Linked DNA regions of Mus musculus: region 2 is linked to region 1. Evidence: chromatin contacts called from public promoter capture Hi-C data. All regions are on one chromosome and are shown on one strand. Each heading gives the region's core, a stretch centred on a gene start, on an enhancer-like site or on the middle of the called end of the contact. The rest is flanking DNA. Distances are from core to core; before and after follow the strand shown.

Region 1 (4,694 bases), core at 131-2,630:
CAGAGGCACACATGCACACACATGCGCGCACACACACACAAAGATAAAATTAGCAATAGAATTTATTTCAATTTTTATTACAAAAGATATAGTCAAATCAAAAACCTGTGGAATCATTCCATTGAGTACAGCATGTATTACAGATCCACACTGCAGAAGTGGGATTCCTGTGGGTTGGGGAGCAGGGGGAGGGGGTAGGATAGGAAAGCTGATAACATTCGAAATGTAAAGAAAATATCTAATAAAAAATTAAAAATTAAAAAAAAAAAGAAGCTGTACCATAGGAACTGACTGATCTGAACTACTGCCGTAGCAAGTTTTGAACGTTGCAAGTCCAGAAGCAAATCACATTGAGCCATCGTGTTCTCCTGTGCGTGGGACCTAGCTTCTTTATGTCCAGGAGGTAAAGCCTTTGGAATGTCCACTGGGACTCCTAGCTTCCATCAGCCAAAGGGGGTAAGAAATTCATCAACTGCCATCTGAGGGGTGTTAACACAAAACCCACTTACCTGACGTACCCACCGACGTATCTGAAAAGTGGGTTGATTTGTTGTCGTTTCTATTAAAATTGGAACATGAAACAGGATTTGAGGTAGCCTGAATTTGAGGTAGTTCCTGCGGCCACTGGAGGTCCTATTAGGCACGAACGGTATTTTATTCCCTTTGAGGTGAGTTGTGGCTTTAGATTGACAAAATTTATTAACAATTTAAAACGTCAAGGTGAACACTTACACTGGAAAACTGCTTACTAAGTATTACTTTTTCCAGGTCCAAAACCAAAAATTTACACACATCATATCGTTTCATTCAGATCCCAAATGCAGACAACCTTTTCTTCTTACCTCCCATCAGCTTGTCTAACTCATATACTGACTCTTTAGGCTGTGAAACACGATCATTTATTGCACTAATTCCCAAACTACTTAGCTTAACAAAATCTCTTCCCTTACTCTTCCACGCCACGATTCCATCCATGCTGTTTGTAGTTTACTTTTTGATTATCGCCTACCTAGAGTCCAATAGGTTTGCTCCCCAACAGGTTTAACTGCCACTGAAACACAAGGCCAAAGCTAAGCAGGGAGGCCGGACTCCAGAAGGTTCTGCGCCCATCTGCCAGGCGCCCTCAATGCCCGCAGTCCTGGAGTACTGGGTCTGGGTTCCACGCTGCTGAGCGACCCCCATTCCTGTTGAAGCCTTGCAGCGATCACGCCCAAACCGAGGCTAACCCGGGCCTCTGGAAACAACACACTGCCCACCTCCGCCTTAAACCCCGGGTTAGAGAACCCGCTAGGTTGCAGCGCCCTGACCTCCTGAACAGCAAAGAAGGCGGAGCCTGGCCGTGCGCACGCGTGCTGGGCACTGGTCGCTGCTGGGCCTGTGTGAGCATGCGCGGCAGCAAGAAGGCGCGGGTTGCTAGTTTGCAGCTCGGCTTGGCGATTATTGTGCTTTAAAAACCTGCCGGGCCATGCAGCGTCTTTCCCGGTGGGATCCCGTGCGTCTAGGCCGGCTTTTCAATAAGTGCCCTAGCTGCGTTGTGTTGTCAGCCAACGTTGCGCGGGGAAGAAGGTGCCTGTGAGGGGCGTACCCTCTGCCATGAAGAAGATTTTTGGCTTCAGGAGTAAGGGCCCATCGCCCTTAGGCCCCTCTGCCCGCCCGCGCAGCAACTGCGTGGGCTTTGGACGCGAGAGTGCTAGTGGCTCCCACGTGCCCAGGTACCATATTCACGACAAGGATATGGGCAAGATCCACAAGGCTGCAAGCGTGGGAGATGTAGCCAAAGTGCAGCATATCCTTATCCTTGGAAAAAGTGGCGTGAACGATAGAGACAAGAAGGACAGGTAATAAATGGCCCGCCAGTTAGCGGGGCGGGACGAAGCTGGTGGGGGAGCGTGCACCTACCTTGTCTGGCTTTGGGGCTGGAAGACAGAGAGTCTATCTTTCATTAAGGAAGCTTGACTCTTCCCACCTGGCTTTGAATGCCTAAGTCTTAGTGGGGTCTAAGCCCTGACCTGTATGAACAGCAAGGACAGCAACAAAAAACACTTCAGCTGGTTTCTGATCCACTGACAGTTCCCTTCACTGGCAATGTAAAGCGAGTTAACTAACATTTTAACTTTCTGCATACATATAAGAAAGTTTTATGTTGTAGAAATACATAATAGGAGAAATGTTTCTGTTCAAGGTTAAAAATTCTTCCACTAACATACAGGATCCATCTTATCACTGCCGTACACCTGTGTGAATGGTTTTGGTTGGTTGGTTTGTTTTTACTGCATTTTGAAGTGGGAAAATAGTTCCATATTCTCGAGTCAAAGATTGGTAATTCCCAGAACTCGAACTCTGAATATCCTGATCAATTTAACGTAAGCCAAACCCGACCGTCAGCGTTTTAACAATTTTGAGTTTCTTATGTTGCTTTTGATTTTGTGATGAGACGAGAAAAAAAAAACTTTCTAAAGGATAAAACTACTAGTTTTCACAAGTCAGTCGTTTACTAGCAGCCAAAGAGACACAGCAGTGAGCAGGGTGGAATAGAAAACCCAGAACATATCCAATCAAGTATATGTAAGAATTTAGATATTGCTGGGCAGTGGTGGCTCATGCCTTTAATCCCAGCACTTGGGAGGCAGAGGCAGGTGGATTTCTGAGTTCGGGGCCAGCCTGGTCTACAGAGTGAGCTCCGTGACAACCAAGGCTACACAGAGAAATCCTGTCTCAAAAAACAAAACAAAACGAAAAAACCAACCAACCAAACAAACAAACAAAAAAACCAAAAAAGAATTTAGAAGTTGATTCTGGTGACACCCCAGTTAGTAGGGAACAAACACTTAGGAATGAAATGGTTGTTGACTTGTTTGGAGAAAACTAGCAACATTTCTATGTCACTAAAATAAATCCCTGATAGAATATAAGTTAAACACTAAAAGAAAACACAGTGAGAAAAGTACCAAAACAAAACAAAGAGATGAGGAACGACTGCAGAACCACTGTGTGTGTGAGTGTGTGTGAGTGTGTGTGTACACACCCGTGTATGTATCCGTGTATTGGTGATTGAATGCAGGTTTGTAGTGTATCCTCAGGATACTTTCTAACATTGAGCTTTTTAAAATGAAGCATTCTCAAGACCCATTGAACAAAATCTGAGGATAAAGGGACTGTATACTTGCAAAGTGTTCACAGTATGTATGTATATATATAATATATATACACACATATGTATATATATTAGTATATATGTGTGTTATAGATAGATAGATAGATAGATAGATAGATAGATAGATAGATAGATGAGAGCAGTGTTCCTGCTGAAGCTGGTGTTGCTTAGGGCTTCCCAGTAGATGCACTGATTTTTATGTTGCTTTGTATCGTGGGTGGGAGGGGAAGTACGTCTGCTTCCATCCTTTAGTTTGTGTGGCTTTAGTGAGATGTGTTTCACTCAGACAAACAGTAGTGTTATTCAGGGGATCTCCCCCACCCACCCCATTGGTTCAAATATGGTTTATTCTTTTGTATTCATAGCCTGGGGTTTGCTGGTATACTGTTAGTCCTTTCCATCCCCAGTTCTCATCTCTTTATCTGTCCCCTGTCATACCTGCCCCTCACCCATGCACACATACACAAGAACTGCAGGCTCGCCTTGTGGCCAGGGCTGTCGCTCTATTTTCTTTCTTTTTAATATTCTTAAGAGAGATAGATGATAGATAGGTAGGTAGATAGATAGATAGATAGATAGATAGATAGATAGATAGATAGATGAGAGTGTGTCTGTGTGTGTGTGTGTGTTAGTGAAGATGTGTGTATGCCATGCTGTGCTTGTGGAAGCCAGATAACTTTCAGGAGTCAGTTCTCCTTTTAACATAGGATTTAGGGAGTGTATTGAGGTTGTTGGGCTTTTGTGGCCAATGCCTTTGTCCAGAGAAAGGCTAAGTGATGACTAGTAAGCAGCAGACCTTAAAGCCATGTTTATACCCAAGTCCAAGCCACATCCAAAGGATATATACACTTCTTTGCAAATTGGCTGCTCTGGGCTAGGAATGTAACTCAGTAATTGTTTGCTTAGCAAAAGTCTCTGCTGCAAAACACACACACACACACACACACACACACACACACACACACACACGGTTGTATTTTCAAGAATGTACTGTTGTCTGCAGAAAAATACTTGTTTTGAAAGAAGATATAACATAGCGTTCTACATTTCATGAAATGTATTTTTAGATGATACTATGTAGTTTTCCTAAGATGTGCTCTGGTTTTCACAGGACTGCTCTACATCTTGCCTGTGCTTACGGCCACCCAGAAGTGGTGACTCTCTTAGTAGAGAGAAAATGTGAGATAGATGCCCGTGACAGCGAGAGCAGCACGGCCCTCATTAAGGTACCAGCAGCCAGCACTTCTGGCTGAATTGCGTCTCATTTAAACACTTGGGGCATAAAAGACCTCGATTTGATTTAAATATAGTAATAAGTAAAGCCGACAATGTGTGTATTTTGAATCCCTAAGCTGATGATTTTCTCCTTGATGCACTAACACCAGGCCGTGCAGTGCCAGGAGGAAGAATGTGCAGCCATACTGCTGGACCACGGGGCCGATCCAAATGTGATGGACAGCAGCGGCAACACCGCCCTCCACTACGCGGTCTACAGTGAGAACACGTCCATGGCAGCCAAACTGCTCGCACACAATGCAAA
Region 2 (4,445 bases), core at 1,680-4,179, 3.8 Mb before region 1:
TTTGCATAAAAATGTGCTCCTCATTTTTCACTTCATTTACAGTCGAAGGCTTCCCTTGTAAAGTAAGAGCTATCTCTTCACAGGTCAGCTTGAAGAACCCTGCTCTGTGCTCAGTGCATGGCCGGGATTCCATTCCCTTACCTTCTGTTTGTTTTAGTTGCAGCCAAGTCCCCTTCCAAATCCCAGCGCTTCTAGACGTAGCAGGAGGGCTCAGCTCTGTGCAAAACAGGTCGAATGCATTTCCTTTACACCTGCTTAGGCTAATGACCTTCAGTGTCACGCAGAGCAAAGTTACCTTGCATGCACTCAATTGAACCATTTGTTTTGAAAGAGAAAAGACTAATTCCAGAAGAGTCATTAAATGAAAATGAGAAAGTTTAACAAAGAGGGGGAAGCAGGGAGGAAGGTGGAAGAGAGGGAGGGAGGGGGAAGGGGGGGACAGCTTAAGATCCATCTGGGAACAAAATTGTTTCTCTTTGTTTAGGTGGAGGTGAACTAGGTTACTCGGTATGGAAATGATTTTCTTGTGGATGGAGGCTTTCCTGTAAATTTAATTTGCTGTTGATTATATATATATATACATATATATATATATATACATATATATATATATATATGTATATATATACACACACACATATATAACTAAGTTAAATTTATTTTGGTGGAAATTAGTTAGACCTATGACCCAGTAAGCTTTGGAGATCTTTACATGAAAATTGAACTCTAAAAAAAAAAGAAAAGAAAATTGAACTCTTGGCCCATGATCAACATAGCTTGTGCTGCAATGGGTTATTCCTAGGCTAATGTCAGATAGAAGCTGAAATTATTCGGCCACTTTTCAATCCCCTTTTGTCATCCAGTAGATGACGAAACCAATGGTACTGGATTGAAAGAAAGAAAGAAACCAAAAAACTTGAGGTGGAATGTAGCTCTATTAGCAGTTCTTCATTGTTAAGGGGTGGAGCACAATGGGAAAGGGCCTTGATAATCTATACACACCCTATAGGTTGGGGAAATAAGGACATAAGCACTGGCATCTGGATGCTTTCTTCTGGGTTTATATATTACAGATCATATCCAGATTCATTGATGTTGAGTTTTCCTATAGAAGCCCTGTTTCTTATCCTGGCAGGGTATATAAATCTGAAAGTCATCTTTAGGTTGTTCTTTGATATTGAATACTGTTGAGGCTCAAAACGCCATTTGTAAGTCTCCGCAAGGAAGCTTTAACCTTGACCTGCCAAAGTTCTAGGTTTGAATGAAGTGGGTCCTGCTCCACCTGTTTTTTAACCACCAGATCTCCTTGCCAGAATGTTCCCATTCATCCCCAGCCAACACCTATCATCCTTGGCTCGGCAGCAAACCCTTTCACCTCTCCACACCCATGTTCCTGCCTCTCCAGTCCTTTGGCTGCCCTTTGGGATTTGCATACCCGTTTAACAGGTTCCTAGAAGCCTCCTAAAGATCTTACTTTACGGAGATCTGGCTATACCAATTAAGAGAGGGAGTTGAAACAAACACAAATGCATCAATTTATAATGAGAATGCCTCTCCCCCCCCCCCCCCCCTTAAATACAAATTAATTACACCTGGGTTTTCAATCTAGAGTGGGCTCAAGAAAACAACTAATTATGGCTGAGGTTAGCAAAAGATACAAATCCCAGCTATTATCACAAGGTAACACCCTACGGCAGGTAAAAGGTTAAGGAGAGCAGCTGTCTTTGCTAACAATGCTCTGGTTTAAAAAAAAAAAAAGCTTCCAAGAGTGGCCAGCACACAGTAGGTGTTCTAAGAGCTCTGAGAGACTGAGAATAATTAAATCCTGTTAAATTTGTGTTGCAAATAAAACGGGCCTCCCCCACCATATGCTCAGCCTTCCCAAAGGCAGCACCATTGTTCATCTCTTTACACCCCGCCTTTTCCATTGTTTTGGGCGTTGTGATTCTTTCACGTGTGCGTGTGACTTAAAGAGATTCCGAAGCACACAATCAACCCTGACGTCACAGACTTAAGTATTATTCAAAGCAAGTTGCTTCAGGTTCCTGCTTTTTAATGAACTGCTGCTTCTAACGGGTTCAGTTTCTGTGCGGCGTTGTTTCCCGCCTTCTTGGAGTTGGGGCGAGGGATTAAACACTCAGCATTCTCTCGCCGTTCCCTCTATCTCAAAGTTTTTCTTTTCTCCTCTTCCCTTCCCTTTGCTCTATTTCCTTTCACAGGCCGTCGTTTCTCAAGGGTCTTTGCTCCGCTTCCTCCCTCTGTGCCTGCTGGTCCCTTTGATCCTTTCTTTCGAGCCCCTATTCCCAGAAGCTGCAGAAAATACCTTCTTTTTTTCCCCCCCTTTCACGTCACTTCCCTCCCCTCTCCCCATCTCCCTCTCTTCTCCGAGGTGAGTCCCCCTCTAGAGGCCAGCGCTTTCTTAGACGTCTGCTTTCAGACGGCGAGCGGAATTCGAAGAGAGAGAAGGGGGGAAGAAAGGAGGAGAAAGAGAGCCAGAGCCAGGGGGAGAAAAGAAAAAGAAAAACAAACAAAAAAAACCCCACTCGGGCCTAGAGCGCGGAGGCCGGGGAGCAGCGTCGCCATGGCAACGGGCGCCGACAGGAAGCGAGGGACGCGCGCGAGGGCGGGCGCGGGGAGGGGGCGGGCCGGAGGAGGGGTCGGCTGCCCCGGAAGCACCTCCCCGCAGCCCCCTCCCCGCCGGCCCGCGGCCCCCCGGCCTCGGCCCCCCACCCTCGCGGCGGGGCAGGAAGTGACAGGCCCGCGCGAGCCCCCGGCCTGGCGGAGCCGCGGCGCGGCCAGCACCCGGACGGCGGGAGGGGCGGGGAGCGGCGGCCGCGCCGGGCACCTCCCACCGCGCCTGGGCCCCCGCCCCTCCAGGAAGGGGAGGAGGCGGCGCGCCGCCGCCGAGGCCGAGCGACCCCCCCCCCCTCCCCCGCCCCTGAGGTGGACGCCCCCCGCGAGGACTCGGGTGCGGAGCCGGGCGCGAAGGTAACCGGGCGGCCGCGGGCCGGGGAGGGGCCGCATCCCGGGGTCTCGGCGGCGCGGGGATGTTTCCTCAGCCACCTCGGCGTGTGCAACGCCCAGGTACCTCCCCCAGCCGCGCTCCTGCCTCCCGCTCTGCTGCGCTTTGCGGTGCTTGGGTGCTGCGCGTCCCGGTCTTCGTGCTTTGCGCTCGCTGTGCTCGGTGCTGTCTGTCCGTCACCTCGTTGCCTCTGACCGCTTCTCATTCATTTCTCCCTTCCCCGACTTTGGTCCTTCCATCCGAGCATGCTGTCTGGTTATCTCCCTGCTTCTCGCGCTCCGCCGGGCTCCCCGATCTCCCAGTTCCTCGACTTCTGTGCCTCCCCTGCTTGGCTCCCTACTATTAGAATATACATTTCCCTGCTTACCAAGTCCGCTCGCTTCGGGCACAGCACTGTATCCACCCCTTTCTCCTGGTGTGTTTGATTTCTCTTTGGAAATGCATTTTTTTTTTTTTAATCACGCTTCTGTGAAGAACAAGAACCCCTGGGAGTCTTTCCGAGGCGCCCCTCAACCCTTGCTTCTCACTCCATTCTTACTGCAACAGAGTTTTATACTCAAGGGTATTGACTTCTTCCAACACCTGACCCAATAGGCCCAGTAGTATGTCTACCTCAATATTAATTTCTAGTTCCTTCCCATCGGTGTGCGTCTTCCCCAGTTGAGTCCTTAAACACACCCACACCCAAAAGGTGGGAACGTTTAGGGTGGCCTTTGACTCTTAGTTTTAATTTTTGATTGAGTTTGCCACCTAAACGGTGTGCTCTCTTCACTTTCTATACTGAATCTGGAACTCACAACATTCATTGAAAAATGAGGATTTTAAGATAGATTTGTGTGCCTGCGAGGTTTTTGATGGCAGTTTCCCTGGTGAAAAGACTTTAAAATTGGCCCTCTCTGTTTCATTATCTGGGGGAAATGAGGGGGTCATCGAATTGATGAACGTGTTTTATATAAGGCTCTATTGCAAGTAACAGGGTCTTACGTCTCTGAGTGCAGTGAGATAACTCCAGTAATCTGTACAACTGTGCCATGCTGCCTCTAATCCTTACCCACTTTTTTTCCTTCACATGCTGATATTGAGGATTCATGGGTCTGTATCTGTTTAGTGCTTTGATATTTTGGCAAAAGATGTGGGGAGAAAGGTAGACTGAAGTTGATAGAATACCCTCTCTGTACCTCTTTCATTTTATCCGTGTGTGGAGTGGCATTTGTTCGGTCCCAGAGTTAAGTGATGTAGAGATGCTGGGAAGAGAATCCAGAGAAAACTCCACTTCAGGGGCCAAGGTTGAGACTTTTGACTTTTGTTTACTTGTTTGGGATTAATTCCTGAGATAAATCCATTCATCTAATGAAACTAGAGATAGCCCCTAGCAGAAATTATGGTCGGACTTTTATATTCCCAAGCCAAATAGTACTTGGGA

The links. Promoter capture Hi-C pulls out the DNA fragments that hold promoters and counts their contacts.
Region 2: a promoter capture Hi-C map of pre-B cells shows a contact between it and region 1, with 3 times the contacts expected there. The contact joins the promoter of Phc1 here to the promoter of Ankrd26 in region 1. A contact is called at or near these places in 2 of 39 promoter capture datasets (liver and pre-B cells).

The regions. Positions count from the first base shown.
Region 1 is chr6:118,558,957-118,563,650 of GRCm38.p6, reverse strand. It overlaps Ankrd26 (ankyrin repeat domain 26), which reads left to right and starts at 1,380. Exons shown (of 34, transcript NM_001081112.2): 1 at 1,380-1,838; 2 at 4,266-4,380; 3 at 4,540-4,694. The coding sequence starts at 1,594.
Region 2 is chr6:122,338,141-122,342,585 of GRCm38.p6, reverse strand. It overlaps Phc1 (polyhomeotic 1), which reads left to right and starts at 2,929. Exons shown (of 16, transcript NM_001355215.1): 1 at 2,929-2,988; 2 at 4,106-4,114. The coding sequence starts at 4,111.